2 separate regions of the Sus scrofa genome follow, and region 2 is linked to region 1. A link is a contact called in public HiChIP or PLAC-seq data. All regions are on one chromosome and are shown on one strand. The core of a region is the stretch at or near the end of the contact, and the rest is flanking DNA. Distances in the headings are between cores, read along the strand shown.

Evidence for each region. HiChIP or PLAC-seq counts read pairs in DNA pulled down with a chosen protein or histone mark.
Region 2: a contact with region 1 is called in an H3K27ac HiChIP or PLAC-seq map of alveolar macrophages. The contact joins the promoter of C1H15orf48 here to the promoter of SQOR in region 1. A contact is called at or near these places in 2 of 5 promoter capture datasets (fetal skeletal muscle and liver) and 2 of 2 datasets of contacts at active chromatin or transcription factors (alveolar macrophages and skeletal muscle).

Annotation. Positions count from the first base shown.
Region 1 is chr1:126,134,618-126,138,874 of Sscrofa11.1, forward strand. It overlaps SQOR (sulfide quinone oxidoreductase), which reads right to left and starts at 2,410. Exons shown (of 11, transcript NM_001244238.1): 1 at 2,388-2,410.
Region 2 is chr1:126,306,213-126,310,469 of Sscrofa11.1, forward strand. C1H15orf48 (normal mucosa of esophagus-specific gene 1 protein) reads right to left here and starts at 1,739. Exons shown (of 5, transcript XM_001925677.7): 1 at 1,646-1,739; 2 at 1,359-1,420; 3 at 1,114-1,199; 4 at 148-208. The coding sequence starts at 1,394.

The sequences.
Region 1 (4,257 bases), core at 1,160-3,659:
CAGGCTGGGGTTCATATCAGACCTGTAGCCGCTGGCCTATGCCAGAGCCACAGCAATGCCAGATTCGAGCCGCATCTGCAGCCTACACCACAGCTCATGGAAACGCCGGATCCTTAACCCACTGACTGAGGCCAGAGACCAAACCCACAACCTCATCGTTCCTAGTTGGATTCCTTAACCACTGAGCCACGATGGGAACTCCAAGCAATGTGCTCTAAACTTAACCATTCTTTACAAAGTTCTCTCTCATCTTTCTGCCCCAAGGTAGAAAGTAAATCACAGGGATAGCTGGCTGGATCTACTTTTCTTCTTCCTATCACCATCCATGTTTGTTGGATTATGTAGACTTTTAAGGCTGGGAATGAAGAAGCAACCAGCTGGCTTCAGGTCTAGTCTGGGCAGCTTCTAGCAGTTTGCACCTACTGCTCCTGTTTACCAAATATTCAGGGTCAGAGAGGAGTTATGTAGTAGGTAGTGGGGCAGGCAGGGAAAGGTGAAAAGAAAAGAGGAAAGAGTAACATGCATCTGTCCCCAGAACTGCCTCATCATGAGTCTGTCTCCACTCCCTGTAAGACATTTCCTGTGTTACATCACATCAGATTAGCAAGCCCAGACTCAGGCAAGATGGAGGAGAAACTGTTCTCCAAAGGAATTCTAATTTGCCATCAACACTCAGTTTCATTTTCTCTGGCAGAACACCAGCCACACAGACCCTCCACACAAATACACACACACACACACACACACACACACAGACCCACAGGCCCTGACTGATATTTCAAGCACTCCAACTCCAGATGTGTTTATACATTGTTCGGCCAGTAGGAAAAAGAAGCCCAAATTTTAAGCAGAGTCATTTTGCAAACGACCAGCTGTCTCCTGGATGAATTTGGGAGGTTTTTTTTAGATGTACTTTCAAGCAATCCTCTCCAATACACTTATTCATTCAAAAAGTATTTATTGAGTACATTCCATCTACCAAGAATGGAGACACAATGGTGATGGCTATAAACTTGGGGTCTAGGAAGAGAGAAAAACAAGTTCTAATAAATGGGATTTATTTCACCCTCTCTGTAGCAGATGCAGTGCTGGACACCTTAAATAAGTAGGAAGTCATGATTATCTCTACTGTACAATGAAGAAGTCAAGGTGGAAATAAGTCCAAAAGACAAGCTCATGCTGCTAGTCAATGGAAGTGTCAAGACCAGAAGCCATGTGACCTGACTTCCTGTGCACTACCCTTTCCACTTAACCATGAACTTGGGTGGAAAATAAAAATTCACATCTTTATTTTCATTAATCTCTAACTGAAATTTAGCACTTTCTTCAATTACATATACAGGCGACAACCCCAGGAATACTGACTGTGCCCACCACTTTTTCACAAAGAGAAATCACAGACATATTCTTATATTACAAGGATTTTCTAAATCTTGAAATCTTATGTTCATTATGACTTCGAAATTTCAGTAGCTATTAGATCCACTGCCGGATCTTGTTATTTAATGCATTCGTTTTGTTTTTTTTTTTAAGAACATATCATAAATATCATAAATTCTTTTAATATTGTGACAAGTTTTTTGGAACTGGTTTCCTTGATAATACTTTGCCTTTTGTTTTTTTACCTTTAAGAATATTGCCCTGAGAAAGGGTCCTTAGTCTTCCCCGAACTGTCCAAGGGATACAAGACACAAAAATTGGTCAGAAACCTACATTACAGCAATGGGCCGTACAGGCAAACCCGGAGGCTCTGCTCACTGTGTCTTTGAGTATGAAGCTAGTTTGGGATTTTTATAATTAAAAGAGAGAAACGAATGGGAAAGGAAAGGACCAGAGGACTCTTTCCACCAATTCCTGTTGGGCACGGCCCTAAATGCTCTCCTCTGTTGCTTCCAGCAGCAGCTGAAGCTGCCTCCTCCAGCGCTCCTCGGTCCCTTGAGCTCTGGCATTGGAGAAACGTGCCCCACTATGGGCAAAGGAGCAGACGTCACCTCCCACCCCACTGGGGCTGAGCGCTCACTTGCGACCCAGGAAACATGCTTAAGAACACAGTCAACAGGTGAAAGGTGCCAGAAATTCCCACACACTCTAGCAAAAAATCCCCATACACAAGCCAACAGATAACTTCAGTATTTAATCGCTCCTCACAGGTCCGGTCTCTCAGCGACCCCGAGGCCTGACACTGGGAAGGGGTCCCAAGACCCAGGTTCCAACAAGGGCGGCAAGAGCTGTGAATGCTGTGTGGGCAAGAAAAGTGTAAAGAGGGATGGAACAGTCCCAGCTGCTTGGACATATCTAGATAAACAACCGGCCTCAGAGCGATCTCTGTCCCCGCCTGGTCCCCCTCCCCTACGGGCCTGAGATCGGCCGAGGGGTATGCCTCTTACCCAAAGGCGCGCAGAGCCTCCGGCCACAGTGTTGGCGCAGCAAAACCTGCCGCTCCCCGCTGGGGCTTGCAGCCTCAGCTGGGGCACCACCCGCTCCCCGGGCGGAGGCTGGAGGCGGGGAGAGCGAGCCCCACCCCGCCCCGACCCCCCAGAAAGTTCCGGAAAGGTCCCGCCAGCGCCCCGCCCGGCGCCGCAGTCCCAGCACCAAGGCCAAGTTCAGACTGCACCCAGGCTTATGAGCACGCACGGGGGACAGCCAGGGACGTGGGTCCAGCGGGCCGGGGCTCCGCCGGCGAGGCAGACTCGCCCCTACCCCCAGCGCACCCTGGAGTGTGGCTGGGCGCCCTAGGCACAGAGTGGGCACGGAGGGCACCTATCGCTCTCCCCCATCTGGGTGCCTACTCTGTTGCGTAACTGGGAGGGACAAAGGTGAAGGCGGGGCTGTGGGCAGAGGCCCGGCGGTTGGCGTCTTCTGGTCCTCCAGTGGGCCCTGTGCTTCTCATCTGGTTCCAAACATTGTCCAGAGAGACAGCTGTTCCCATGCACATTTCTCAGCTAAGGCAACCGAGGCTCAGAGAAGCCCCAAAACTTCACCTTATTAAGCGTTGGAGCAGCGCTTTTCCCTCAGGGGTGGAGGCTAAGGTCAGCTGGCTTTCACCCGCTCGCCTCCAAACCATGTTCAATCATACTTTCATGCTAGATGTTTTCAACTGGCTGCTCTAAGTAGGTGAGAAGTGTAGGTGAGTGGTTTTCCACCACATCAGATCTAGAGAACATTTTCATAGCATGCATTGGGTGTCCAGAAGTCTTGCTGCAATTTTAAGCTTTAATAACTTTAGATGTGAGTTACAAACTTTCCTTTAAAAAGTCCCCTGAAAATATAACTACTTACATTTGTTTTACATTTATTTCATTTTGCAATTTTTGAAGAACTAGTTTTTTGAATTTTTTGTTTCAGTCAACTTTTTTCTATACTTTTTTTTTTTCTTTTTAAAGAGGAACACTAGCAAACCAAAAATTATTGAGGTAACCACAAAGAGACGGTTGCCTCAGGAAAGCAACCTAATAAAGTTGTTAACAATTTCTGAGCTCCTCCCCCTGGCTTGCTTGCTTTCTTTTTTTTTTTTTTTTTTTTCAGGTTTATTTTTTATTGAAGTAACTTTGGTTTATAACATTTTATATTCCATTTCTACTTCTTTATACCCTACAGCATGCTTACAAGCAAATACTTAATTTCCATCCCTCACCCTACAGTTGATCCCCTTTACTCATTTCATCCTTCCCCTCCCCCGCTCCCCTCTGGTAACCACTATTCTTTTCTCTGCACTTCAGTGTTTTTGTTTAATTTGTTTGATTATTTTGTTTGCGTTTTATATCCCACATACAAGTGAAGTCATACAGTATTTGTCTTCCTCCATCTGAATTAATGCACTTAGCATAATACCGTCAAGATCCATCCATGTTGTCACAAATGGCAAGGTTTCATCCTTTTTTATGTCTGAGTAGTATTTCGTGTATATATATATACATATATATATATACACATACATACTATATATGTAATGAATATACACACACATATATATATGTATCCCACATCTTTATCCATTCATCCATTGATGGGCATGCTTTAGGCTGTTTCCAAATCTTGGCTATTGTAAACAATGCCATAATGAACTTAGGAGTGCAAGTATCTTCAAATTAATATTTTCCTATTCTTTGAATAAATACCCAGAAGTGGGATAACTGGATCATATTGTCCTATTCTTAATTTTTTGAGGAATCTCCATACTGTTTTCCGTTGGACTATACCAATTTACATTCCCACCAACAAAAGGGTTCCCTTTTCTCCACATCCTTGTCAATACTT
Region 2 (4,257 bases), core at 489-2,988, 170 kb after region 1:
AAGGATTTGAACTAGATCTCCACAACTCTACAGCACTCTTTTCAACCCTAAATTGCACCCCAAAAGTGAAATGTATACAATCTATTTTGCTGACAAAGGTGGTAGGGTTTGGGGCGAAGTGTAAATCACGTTTTTATTTAGCAATACCTTTCTAGGTACATTAGGATCCACAGTTTCCCAAGGCTCTGGATTTCTTTTTCGATCAATGCTAAAAGTTAAAGAAAACTGATTAAACATTAAAGTAAGTGAATGTAAACCAATTCTGATACTGGGTTTATAAATACTCTAAGGACAGACTCAGACTGCCTACTTAGGCATTCATAGTTAACTGAAATGAATGGAAAATTCCTTTAAAAACTTCATAGTTTGGCTCAAACATTAAGGATCAATTCCTTTACAGGGTAGAAGAGGTTTGTATTCCTTTATTGGGCTAGACTGGAGACTGTTCTCTTAAGCTGAAGAACAATGAGGGCGGAAGTACCAGGCTAAGAGCAAGCAAATATGCCCTTGCTCCAGTTTCTGGGAGAGGCAGGAGGGCTGGGTGTGAACCTGTAGGTGGTGAACCACCAGAGCCTGGCATGACCGGCCCTTTGGAGCCCTGCACCCAGTCAAGATCAGTTTCAAGTTTTTCTCTTCCTCATTTACAGGATACATGATAATTTACCTTACATCCAGGGCTGAGACTAGGTTCACTGTAGACAAATGAATCTATAAACATTACCACATTAGGAAAGGTCTTTCTAATACATTCAAAATTTTAAATGTCAGTAAAATTGTGATTTAAGTTTGATAATGTATATCCCAAAAAACCATCTAAGAACTTTAAATTTCAAAACTTAAATTTAAAATAACAAGGAACTTTCTTTTGCTACTGGAGGAGGAGGGCCAATGAATGAAAAGCTATTTATCTAACAAGGAACCAACTTATTTTATCAATAATATCATTTAATAATCTTCTGATATCTGGAGGCTTTCTGGCCCTGACTCCAAGTTCAAAATTCGATACTCTTATCCTAGAGGAAAAATCAGAAAACTGATACCATGCATTTTATAAACTCAAAGTCAATCTAACACGACTAAAAACGTTTTTATGAATAAAGAATGCCTACTTACATCACATCGGTTTTTCCAAGGGAATATATAGCAAAAGCCGAAGCTCCACTCGCTGCCGCGGTCATGAAAAACACCAAAGGAATAAGCTACAGAGAACAAAATATTCCGATGTCTCAATGTGAAACACTTGAAATACAACTGAATAGCTATACATCATTTTATGCTTTCTTCAAAATCTGCACCATCTGTTCATCTTTAAAAACTAGTATTTTCAGTCAAGATTTTCAATTGCTTTAAAAACTTACTTCCTTCTTTTTCCTCAGGAGTTGGAAAAAGCTCATGATGACTTCAGTGCAGAATGCCAAATCTAGAGGGGAAAAAAATCCAAGATATCCATCAAAACTCAGCTACTAGGGCTCAGCCTGGTGGGCGCCAAACCGGCCATCGTATCTCAAAGCCACCCTGGCGCAGGCACAGCAGCGCCTTCGCCCGAGGGCGGCTCACCTGAGGTACCGGGCTGGGCGGTGCACGCGGACGATGCTAACGCCCAGAACTGAACCCTGACCGCGGCCTCCGCGCCTTATATACTAACCACCGGGCTCCGGAAAGGCGGCCAGAGCGTTCAGGTCACGCGAGCCGGGCGGGGAGCCCGTAAGACCTGGCTCTCTTTCCCTCTCGCATCCGGCGACCGAGCCTTGCAGCCCGACGCGAGCGCCCTCTGCCGTCCACCGCTGTTCTTATCCGCCGCTCGGAGCGAGCCCGGGCTGGGCGCTGACCGGCTGGCGAGGGGCGGAAACTGAGGACAAGGGGCGCTCTAATGGCTAAGGCTAAGGTGAAAACCAGCCCCTCTTAAAAGAGGTCCGGAAAAGGAGCCGCAGAGCCTCCTTGGGAGGTTCCTAGGTGCCAGCAGGTAAACTGGAATTAATCCAGTCACATTAAAAGCTCCAAAATGTGATGTAGCGCACACATGGAGCTAATTACAATTAAATTGTGAAGTTCCTTTCAGAATAACTCCTCGTTGCCCTGATTTTTGAAATTTAAAAAAATCAGGAGGTGTGGGAGAAGAAACCAAAAAAATCAGTGGAGAGGTTTCCAAGAGATCTTAGAGACGACGCCATAGGCTGGCTTCATCTTCTCCCCTTAGCTAGCAGCCTAGCCTTGTTGCACAGAGCATAATAATTAAAGCAGGGTCTCTGTGCCAGACAGTGTTCCAGAATCTTCTCAACATTTTTGCAAGATACGTTATTTAGGCTCAGAGATGCTCTAGTGACATAGCCAGTAAGCAGTGGAGATGCAAGCAGAACCCAGGTAAGTCTGGCAATCATCACTGTTCTTACTGCACCCCGCTCTTAGCAACTGCAATTAAGAATGCAAGCTCAGTTATTTGAAAACAATTATTTTAAAACTGTTTGAAGTTCAAGCTATCAGTTAATGTGAAAATGGAAACATCTTAATGTTCTCTGAAAGGCCAGACTCAGCTCTGTTTCAAACCCATTTTAACTCTAATCATGGCCTTTACATTCAAAGGGACCTGACCTCAGAGCCCACCCCATCACACTTTTTTAGCTGACTGGCTTTCAGAATCTCAGTCTATGTATCTGTAAAATGGAGACAAACCTAGCTCAGGAAGGAGTTGGGAAAAAATGTCAGAATTTATGCAAAAGTGTAGCGTTCTGTCTTGCCTGTAGTTGGTATTCAATAAACAGTAATTATTATTAGCAAAGATTTTCTTTCTATAAGGCAGGTCATAAATATAACTTCTCCCCCAGTTACTCTTACTGTGTAACTTAAGCTATAACTGAAGACATTTGTTAATTAAAGAAAATTCAACTTTTTCCATGGTTTGTATTGAATAGAATGAGAGGCCTTGGAGTACCCTGGTGACTCAGCAGGCTTAGGATCCAGCAGTGTCACTGCTGTGGCATGGGTTTGATCCCTTGGCCCACAGAACTTCTGCATGCTGTGGGTGTAGCCAAGAAAAAAAAAATCAGTCAAGCCTTTTAATGCCCCTTCTGCAGAATTTCTAAAGCTTCTTTTGTCAGAAGGTTCTAAGAAAGCCTCATTTTGTTAATTAAATTTTTTTCCAGGGTTGAAAGAAAAGGAAATCTTAAGGAATACATCATGGCCCAGAGATTAAAATATGTAGCCCTTGCCTTGTAGTGACCTTAAACTCAGAGCCCTGCTTTATCAATGTCATTTCTTTTCCAAATGCAGTTTTACAGTAGTCTAGGCATTATTCTAGGAATAGGACATGGTAAATGAAAAAGATAATAAAACACAAGTCCTTTGCTTCATGTTTCTTACAATTTAGTATTCATTGGTAATATGATCTGGAATGATCTGGTGCCAAAGACACATGATTATTTCTGACTAAGGGGGTCTGAGAAATCTTACCAAAGGTGAAGATACTTATTTGAACATAGAAATAGACAAACCAACTGTAAAAAGACAGTTTGGGGGCAATTAGAGAAAATTTAATACAGACTAGATAGGAAATATTAGAGTATTATTGATTTTTTTCAGTTATGCTAATAGTATTATGGTTATTTTCTTTAAAAAAAACACATTTTTAGGAGTTCCTGCTATGGCACAGCCTGTTAAAGATCCATTGTTGTCTCTGCAAGAGCACGGGTTCAATCCCCAGCCCAGTGCAGTGGGTTAAGGATCCTGTGTTGACACAGCTGTAGATTACAACTGCAGCTCAGATTCAATCCCTGGCCACAGGGACAGCCAAAAAAGAAAAAAGAAAAACTTTTTAAAAAGATTATATATGGAAATAATTAAGAAATATTATGATGTCTGTGATTTACCTTAAAAATACTTGTTAGGAAACAAAGCAAATTTAGCAAAATTATAATTATTCAGCCTAGGTGATAGATATGTGGGAGTTTGTTATATTATTGAATGTGTCTGAGATGTTCAGAGTAAAGCATTAAAAAAATTTATAAATCTATATGGTGTTAAAAGACAAAATTCAAAGGAGTAAATTTGAAGATAATTGGCTTTACTAAATGGTTCGTGAACTAGACGGATGCTCTGAGGGATAGTACAAACAGAGGCTGGGTTTGGGATACGTTGGCCAGTTTGGCACCCACCAGGTTGAGTCCTGGTAGCTGAGTTTTGATCAAATCTTGGATTTTTCCCCCTAGATTTGGCACTCTACACTGACGTCATTGTAGGCTTTTTCGAACTCAACAGCAACAC